Regions from separate parts of the Pan troglodytes genome. Here region 2 is linked to region 1. A link is a contact called in public HiChIP or PLAC-seq data. All regions are on one chromosome and are shown on one strand. Each heading gives the region's core, a stretch centred on a gene start, on an enhancer-like site or on the middle of the called end of the contact. The rest is flanking DNA. Distances are from core to core; before and after follow the strand shown. Region 1 holds the start of CIBAR1 (CBY1 interacting BAR domain containing 1). Region 2 holds the start of PDP1 (pyruvate dehydrogenase phosphatase catalytic subunit 1).

The links. HiChIP or PLAC-seq counts read pairs in DNA pulled down with a chosen protein or histone mark.
Region 2: a contact with region 1 is called in an H3K4me3 HiChIP or PLAC-seq map of stem cell-derived excitatory neurons, with 2.0 times the contacts expected there. The contact joins the promoter of PDP1 here to the promoter of CIBAR1 in region 1. A contact is called at or near these places in 1 of 7 Hi-C or Micro-C datasets (stem cell-derived neural progenitor cells) and 1 of 1 datasets of contacts at active chromatin or transcription factors (stem cell-derived excitatory neurons).

What each region holds. Positions count from the first base shown.
Region 1 is chr7:103,906,468-103,911,033 of NHGRI_mPanTro3-v2.0_pri, forward strand. It overlaps CIBAR1 (CBY1 interacting BAR domain containing 1), which reads left to right and starts at 2,046. Exons shown (of 9, transcript XM_054656887.2): 1 at 2,046-2,199; 2 at 2,747-2,981. The coding sequence starts at 2,174. LOC134810894 (a long non-coding RNA gene) reads right to left here and starts at 1,545. Exons shown (of 4, transcript XR_010159632.1): 1 at 1,462-1,545.
Region 2 is chr7:104,122,250-104,126,815 of NHGRI_mPanTro3-v2.0_pri, forward strand. PDP1 (pyruvate dehydrogenase phosphatase catalytic subunit 1) reads left to right here and starts at 2,699. Exons shown (of 3, transcript XM_016959684.3): 1 at 2,699-2,982.

The DNA.
Region 1 (4,566 bases), core at 796-3,295:
TGCCCTCTCACTCTGATCCCTCTAGTCTAGGCCACATGGCTTGCATCCGCCAATAGTGTATCAGCAAACATAACGTAGGCAGAGACTTGAAAGGCACTTGTGCAGTTGACTTGTCCTGCTCTACTGTTTTGGAACTCTGAAACCATGGAAAGAAGCCTGGCTGAGGTGCTAGACAATAAGAAACACGTGGCCACTGCTGACGACCTGCCAATGCCATGACACAGAAGTGAGGCCCCTTAGATCATCCAGCCGCCAGCTGACCAGAAAGGTGAGTAAGAGCCCAACTGAGCAGAAGCAAGGTAAAAGAACCACCCAGCTCACTCAGAATCCCAAGCTAGCCAAACGATTGTAAAACGTCACTAAGTTTTGTGGTGATTTGTTACACTGCAAAAGTGGATACAGTAGCACATACCTCAGTGGCAATTTTACACATCTTTGTTTGATTAGCTTCTATCACTGCCACATGACTGTGAGCTCTCTAAAAGCACAGACTATTCTGACCTTAGGTTACTGTGCCAACCTCAAAGCCAAGCATAATACCTGGAACACACCAGGCATCCAACCAATAACATGCTGAGCGAATGCAAGGAGCAAAGAGAGGTACACATTGTAACACAAGCGAATAGGGGAAGTTCAAAACAAAGGACTGAGGACATCTATTTGTACAAAATAAAAACTTTTAATCAGCAGCACACGGCAGCGAGGAATACAAGACCAAAATCACATTTCCTCTGTCTCAAAGGGTTCAAAGTCTAGGGTACAGGAGGCAGTACAAAATCAACAAAGTGTACTGTTTGAGCATTCCAACACTTCGCTCCTTCAGACAGTATTAGGACCCCGTCCCAAAGCGTTAGGGCAAGGCCCTAACGCTGCCTGAAAAAGTGAAGTGCGGGAGGATCCCAGAGAGATTTCTTGAAGCAGATAAAGTCTGAATTGAGGCCGGGCCCGGTGGCTCACGCCTGTAATCCCAGCACTTTGGGAGGCTGAAGGGGGACGGATCACTTGAGGCCAAGAGTTCAAGACCAGCCTGGCCAACATGGCGAAACCCCGTCTCTACTAAAAATACAAAAAATCAGGCCAGCATAGTGGTGCACGCCTGTAATCCCAGCTATTTGAGAGGCTGAGGCAGGAGAATCGCTTGAACCCAGGAGGCGGAGGTTGCAGTGAGCCGAGATTGTGCCACTACACTCCAGCCTGGGCAACAGAGCGAGACTCCATCTAAAATATATATATAAATAAACAAAGTCTGAATGGAGTCCTTGCAGTATTTACTGGGAAAAGCAGCACACGCTAAGGCCAGGAGGGTCAAAGGGACAGAGGCATTCAAAGGACAAAGGAGAGCCTCCTGTTTGTTTGGGGTTTTATTCTTTTTGAATTTTTGTTCCCCCAGGCCAACTCTAAGAGCCAGAACTATTCGTTATTTATCTCAGCACAGGTTCGGTGTAAGCGTTGCCTCCTTACCCGACGCTCAGGCCCTTCAGGTCCGGGACCCCTGCTTCTTAATTATGTTTCTATTATTCCCAGTGTCTAACACAATCTCTTCCACGAAGTCGGAACTTGATACATATTTGCTGAATAAACGAAAAGTTAAAGATGAGGCAGAAAGCACAGCTCCTTCCAAGGGCAGCTCTCAAGAGCCCACGTTTTCAGATTCAGCAGCGAAGCGGACGCGTCTGGTACGAGACTACAAGTCGCACAGGCGGAGAGGGGGCCCCCGGGCCTCTGGTTTCACGTCTCCCTCCTGGTCCCCGGCGGACCGGCGTCTTTTCTCCCCTGCTCGGAGTAGCCTAGCAGCGCTGGAGGCTGGCTGTCTGGTAAGCGCGGCTGTTAGAGAGGATGGAGGCGCCGTAGCCCCGCGGTGCTTCTCACAGCCTTCGCCGGCAGGGACGCGCGGGACAACCGCGCAGGCGGCTCTGCAGGGGTGGGCGCGCCATCACCCCTCTCCGTCCCTGCCTGCTTGGCGCTTTCCGAGCCCCAGCCGCGCTCAGGCAGCCTCGGGCATTGACCGCGGGGGCGCGCGCCCCGTTTCCATAGAAACGCCCGGCCTGGCGCGGCGGCGCGAGGGGCGGGCTTTCAGGCTGCCGGCGGCTGCTTGCGCCCCAGCGCGCGCCCAGGCGCCTTGGAATCCCCGTCCTTGGGCCCCCGCAAGGTCCCCGGCCGTGCGCGAGGCAGCATGATGAGGCGCACCCTGGAAAACCGGTAACAGCCCGAGCCCAGCTGCCCAGGGCCGCCCACACTGGAGGGCTGGGGTGAGGGAAGTGGAAGCCTCTGTCCGTGGGGCCTCTGCGCCGAATTCCGACCCTGAGTGGGAGGCTGCACGGTCCCCGCTGTGACCTGGGGCCTAATTCCCTGGGCTGCAGCCACCGCCGGCGGCGAAGAGGAGCCCGGGGCCCGGCCGGCTGCCACCCACCTACGCCACCGGGTCTCGGGTCCCCACACTGCCGCGGGCAGTGCGGAAGCCTAGGAGGCAGCCGGGCGCCCAAGCCGCGCTGCGCGGAGCAGCCGGAGCAGCCACCTCCCCAGTTAAGGCCAGGCCCACCCGGCCTGGGCCTTTTCCTGTGCCTACACTGTCCGGATAGTGAGGTCAGGACCCCATGGAGAGCAGTCCGCGCCGGGAGACGCTGGGTCGGTGGGTTTACGCCTTCAAAGCTGCAGAATGCCCGGGGAATGTTTGCATGTTAAATTAACGTGAAGCCTTCTCATCTCTAACGAGAATGTTTTGCCTTTTGTGTCACCTTTTCCCTAGGAACGCTCAAACGAAACAACTGCAAACAGCTGTCTCAAATGTGGAGAAGCATTTTGGAGAACTGTGCCAAATCTTCGCTGCCTATGTGCGGAAAACTGCCAGGCTGAGAGACAAAGCAGACCTCCTGGTGAATGAAATTAACGCGTATGCTGCTACAGAGACCCCGCATTTAAAGCTGGGCCTGATGAACTTTGCAGATGAGTTTGCCAAACTTCAGGATTATCGACAAGCAGAGGTATGGAGTGAGATCACAGTGTCATTGTTATGAATGAGCCATGAAGTAGTGGATGAAGGAACCGTGGAAACTTTCACTTGTAATCTACCTAACTGCAGAGGTGGATGCAAACTTGATAAAACGTACATTTTCATGTCTATAAGACTGTGTGAGTCTATTAAAGACTCACACAGTCTGTGAGTCTTTAATAAATAAAACACGTTCTGTGTTTTATTTTACCCTTTTCAAGCTAACCTTTAGGGCATCTTGAGGTCTTGAATTTCCCCACTTTATTTGCCAACTTGAATTTCCCCACTTTATTTGCCAACTTTTGGCCAAGGGGTGGCTGTTTACTGGGGGTAGTGGGAATAGTACCCAGGGGGAAGAAAATAAGCATAACTTAATGTCTTGTGTGGCACGTAAGTACGTTTTAAAGAATGACTGGAGATGGAAATGTTGGGAATGGTAATGTGGATGGATAAATTATTAATAAATGGGTAAGACATCATTGCTGCATCCATGCTCTGGAAAATTGACCAATGGTTTACTAACAACAACAAAATGCTATGAATTGTATCATGGAAGCAAACCAATACTGAGACACCGTGTGGACTTTTTGCTCTGGGTAGCAGGAGAAGTGTCCTTGTGATTGTTTTCTTTCTAAAAGCCCATATTTTTCCTTTAAATACTTAATAAGCACTTTTACTTGTATTTATTTTCAGTTTCACGGCATAGGTTAACTTATCAGAAGTTGCCCAGTTAGAACTGCGTTGCTTTTTTGTACTTTTCAGAACCTAAAACGGGAATTTCAATTTTCAAAAAACAGAATGAGTATTAAAAAAATTGAACTCGTCATTGCTATCCATACAAATTTGAAGAGTAATCATATTTGGAGGTACTTTTGGAAAAATGTGGAGTTCTTGTCATGAAACTTCTGTAATAAACAAGTAACTCTCAATTATATATGATAACTGGGGACTTAATGTTTCAAAGATAATTTATATTCACAGGTAATCCTAAAATCTTATTTTAGCCAATAATTTCAATGCCCCTTTGTAGAAAACCTTTGTGCTATTTATCAAATAGCAAAGTGAATTGATTTGCATTTGTTCTCCTTTTATTTCCCTTGCTTACCAAATGGTGGAGGTCCTAATGAACAATGACAAAAAGGTAGGCAACAAAAAGGAGAACAGAAAACAGACTTAGATAATCCTTAAACTGAATAATCAGTATGGATTATAAGAAATGGTGTAAAGCAAACTGTCCTGAATATCCATGATTTTAGGATTCCTAATATTTGAATACTTGATGAGAAGTCGATTTTTATTTTCCTAACATGTTTTAAAATGAAACATTCATATACATTTCATTTACAGAAACTAAAGAAAAATCAATATGAAATTAAGTGTATTTGTCAATTATATAAATATGTATCATTAAAAAGCCCTTTTCCTGCTATTAAAAAATGTCCATTTTAAGCAATTGAATACGTCACCTATCTTGAGAAAAAAAATTTTAATGTCCAAGAGTTATTTTTCTTATGCTATATTTAAATACTTGGTTAAAAAAATATGTCTCTTCAGTGCCTTCCACTAGTACTACTTGT
Region 2 (4,566 bases), core at 1,449-3,948, 220 kb after region 1:
ACTATTCTGGTATAAAACCAAAGTGTTGGTTATAGTAAAACAAGTTGGAGTTTCCTGTGCAGATCTGAAAACAATTTGAAAAGGGAGTTTTAAAAGTGCTCTGAATAATGGCAATGTCAGTGTGGAATAAGGGTTGCTACTAAGGTAACAGCTTTGAAGAGGTCATTTGATATGGATGTTGGACTCTGTTTTTTTTTTTTTGGAGACAGAGTCTCACTCTGTTGCCCAGGCTGGAGTGCAGTGCTGCAATCTCAGCTCACTGCAACCTCCACCTCCCAGATTCAAGCAATTCTCCTGCCTCAGCCTCCCAAGTAGCTGGGATTACAGATGCCCACCACCATACCCGGCTAATTTTTTGTATTTTTAGTAGAGATAGGGTTTCACCATGTTGGCCAGGCTGGTCTCAAACTCCTGTCCTCAAGCAATCCACCTGTCTTGGCCTCCCAAAGTGCTGGGATTACAGGTGTGAGCCACCGCACCTGGCCTGGATGTTGGATTCTTACTACTCCATTTCACAACCATTAAAAAAAAAGCTTTTTGTTTTTTTTGAGACGGGAACTTGCTTACTCGCCTAGGCTGGAGTGCAGTGATGCATCACTGCTTACAGCAGCCTCAGCTTCCTGGGATCAAGCAAGCCTCCTGAGTAGCAGAGACTATAGGCACGTGCCACCACACCCAGCTAATTGCTTTTTAGATTCTTTGTAGAGATGAGGTCTATGTTGCTCAGGCTGGTCTCTGGGCTCAAGCAATTCTTCCGCCCCGGCCTCCCAAAGTGCTGGGATTACAGGCAGGAGCCCACCAAGCCTGGCCAGGAAAAAGTTGATAAGACAACAGAGAAGTCTAGTATGTACTTCATTTCTGGGTCATAAAGCAGAAACTCTTAAAATTTTACTCACAGCTTCAGTTAAGTGGTCTCTATGTCCACAAAGTAAGGGTTAAGAGGCAGAGATCCTCCATATAAATGAATTTAAACTGATATTCTAAGGTTCAAAGATTCTCCATTCTATTAATAACTTATTAGTACCTAACTATAGAATATAATGCACTTGGGGGCCTGGGTCTCCTACTTGCTAGGAGTTCTTAATCTAAAACACTGACCTGGACATGTCGATAATATCAAGAATAGCTAACACTTATATAACACTACATGCTATGTACTTTCTTAGCAAGCTATATATGTCAACTCTCTTAATACAGCCCTGCTATTACTTTTTACATTTTTATCTTACATGTGAGAGAATGAGGCATGCAGAGTTGCCCATGACCACACAGAAAGCTGCAGAGCTGGGAATGGAACCCAGCCAGCTTGGCTCCAGCTGCACTCTTAATCACTAGGCTACACCATCCTATGCATCTATGAAGAAGAAACCAGATACTTAAATTAAATGACAGGAAGAGTAGTGGAGAATATTTGCAATTTATGGGAAGCCCATTTGAGAAGCAAAAAGGAGAGGATGAAGGGAGGCAGATGGACCTGTAAAAACTCGGATGAAGGCCAGACAGACTAGCCACAAAAGTTCCATGGGCAACCTGGGGATGGGCAAAAAGAGTCTCCTCTAGTTTATTTAGAGAACAGAGAATACAGCAACTTGAAAGATCCAGGAGTTATAAAGGACCAGTTTGGGTATATAACGTTTTTTATTACATAAAAAGAAATTCACTCCACATCATTTTGTGAACCTGACTGGCTAGTAAGAAGTTATGTGTAATAAATCAAAGTCAACTTATTGGTGAACACTAGGGAAGATAAGTGCAATGCTCTATCTGCCATTGCCAAGGAAGCTTTCAGAAGCCACTATCCCATAAAAGGGATGTATGGGTGTAAGTCACTGAAGAGCCCTCGAAGATATCTCGTTTTACCACAGCCAATACCAATGCCACCTTAAGTCTAATCTCATCTGAGGTGGAAACAATCTCATGGAACAGAAATGGGACTTAGAGCAGGGAATGACTTGGATGAAAGTTTTCTGACTCCAAGTCCAGTGTTCTCTCCTTGTAACCATTCAGGGCAACGGAAACAATACTGATTTCAAAACTCCTCAGAGAACGTGAGCACACATCTACGCTACAGAGAGAATTCCCTCATCACAACTCCCTCTTGCTGCTGTCTACACCCTCTTCCTCTCCCTGGGGCGATAGAAAACATGATGGGCGTTAATGCTCCTAAAATCTGCAACGTATCAAACGAACGAAGCAACAGCTACTCTCGAGGTTCTTTGCTACGCCTTGTACCGCAGGCTGGGGTGAGCCGCAGGGAGTTGAGGTTCCCGTGAGGCTGGGAGCCGCTCCCGCAGCCTACCCTGGGAAGCCCGCACCCAACCGCGAGGCGCAGGGGAGGCTTGGCCGCTGGGCCGGCCACCCACACCACCGCATCCCCGCAGAGGTGCCAGAGATTCGAGGAAGCCTGCACGGCAGGGGAGCAGCCCGTTCCTCGGGCCCCACGCACGCGAAGGCATTGGAGCCGGCCCAGGCGCCCCCCCTCTCCCGACCCCGCAGCCGGCTCAGCCAACGCCGCCGAGCTCCACGGACCACCGCTCCCTAGCGCCGCGCAGCCACACCTTCCACTCGCTGGTGGGGGGGGGGGGGGGCCGCGGGGGGCGGTCACGTGAGGCGGGCCCGGGGAACCAATGGGCGGCTCGCGCCGAATGGAAGGGATTGTCTGACCCCCGTGACGTCACAAAGCTGGCGGGGAGCGCGCTCCTCTTCCGCCCCCGCCCCACCCCCGGCCGCAGCCCTCTCCGCCTCCCCTCCCACTCGTCACTGCGCAGCCAATCGGCAGGCGGGAAGCACTCCGGCCCGAACGTGCGGGCGGGGCGGGGCAGGGTGGCGGCCCCGCACGGTAGGGGAGCAGAGTGGGCAGGCCGGGGGTGAGGGCTCGCGCTCCGGGAGCTGCACGGGGCTGCGTGGAAAGAGCGCCGAGCGGTGGCGTCGTTGTCGCCCCCGCCTCGTCGGGAAGAATCGTTTGGTCTCCTGCCGTGCCCGGTTCGTATGCCCTACTCCCTGCCACGAGCCGCCCCGTCCGGGATCCTCCACCCGTCCAAAGTTGTGAGGGGGCGCCGGGCGTGCTCGCGGATCGGCGGCCGCGGGCGTGCGGAGGGCGGGACGAGCCCTGGAGCGCCAGGTGCGCGCCGGGCGTCGGGGCTGTGGGGCGGGCGTGGCGGCGCTGGGGGCCGTCGGGGGGCTGGGGGCGGGGGCGGGGGCGCCGTGCAGCCCTAGCGTCTTTCGGCCCCTGCGCTCCAGCTGTCAACACGAAGGGCGCCGCGGGGCCGGCGGCAGAGTGAGCTCCAGGGAGGCTGTAGGGCTGCGGCACTGCCTGAGGGTCTCCCTGACGCACCCCGGGTCAGGGCTGGCCCAGCTGGCAGCCTGACACCGGCCGGCCCCTGTTCGTCTGGACTGAAACGGGCACCCGTGGGGCGGGGCCGGGCCGGGCAGGGCGGGGCGGGCAGCGGGCGGGGCTGCAGTCCATGGGCTTCGCGCCCCGGCTGGATGGAGGGGCTGGCCCTCGGGGCGCACCCCTGCTCGCGCCTGGGCCCCGCTGCCTTGGGCTGTGGCTCTGCCTCCCCGGCGGGGTGGGTTGGTTTGGTTGGCTTCCTTGTTCTCTCCACCCCTTTATCCCTCCTCCATCCTCTTCCCCCCACCTCCCAGCCCATTCACCGGGCTGGAGCGAGACCTCGCCCCTCCTCCGCTCCCGCCTCCCCGCCGCCGCCTCCTCTAATGAGCATCTCTGCCTTGCTTTCAATGGGCCGGTGCTGCTGTCGCTGCTGCTGCCCGCGCGGGTTGTGGATGTTGTCGGCTCCGTGTTGTGATGACAGGAGAATGTGTGTGTGTCCCGGGCCCAGACGAATTGGTAGGTATTCACTTAACTACCTGCGTTGGGTACCCAGGAAGGATGGTGACAGATTTTTGTGTATGGATGGTTTTAGATGGATCAGCATGGTATTAAGGGATGAGATAGATTGGAAAAAGGGACAAAGGCGTCTTGGATTGAGATAGCTTTGATGTCTTTGTGAGTGCAGTTTTTCAGGTAGCGACAAAGGAAACTAATCAAAAAAATACTGGCATGTGGTGCTTCGTATCTTTCTTCATTTATGTAAAAAGATAGCAGGAGCTGTGAAATGGCTAGGCATTTCCAGAAAAATGTTGAAAAATCGCGGATGGTCTTTATGTAGAGTGTTTAATGCAATCGGATTACATAAACTGGGGTTCCGACACATTAAATGATTAGCATAGCTTTTCTTTTTCATTTACATCAGAAGCTTTGCAAAGCTAAAGGGCTCTGGAGTCGGTGCCTTAATAGCATTTGCTAATTAATTTGGTCCGTGGGTCTGTTGATGGAGTGGAAAAAATGTCTTGGCACAGGCTCTGCTAAGCACATCAGTAAGAATGGACGGCTCTCTTTCCTGTTTCTGGTTGCAGTGCATCTTTCTTTATTAGTCAATGGCAAAATCAGCCAAATCTGCCTGGGATGAAGATGCTGCATACAACGTGGCTGAGTCTAGATCATGGAATAGGAACTTTTCCGTGAAAATTGTGATCAAGAATAACTTGCAAATTTGACACTGCTCT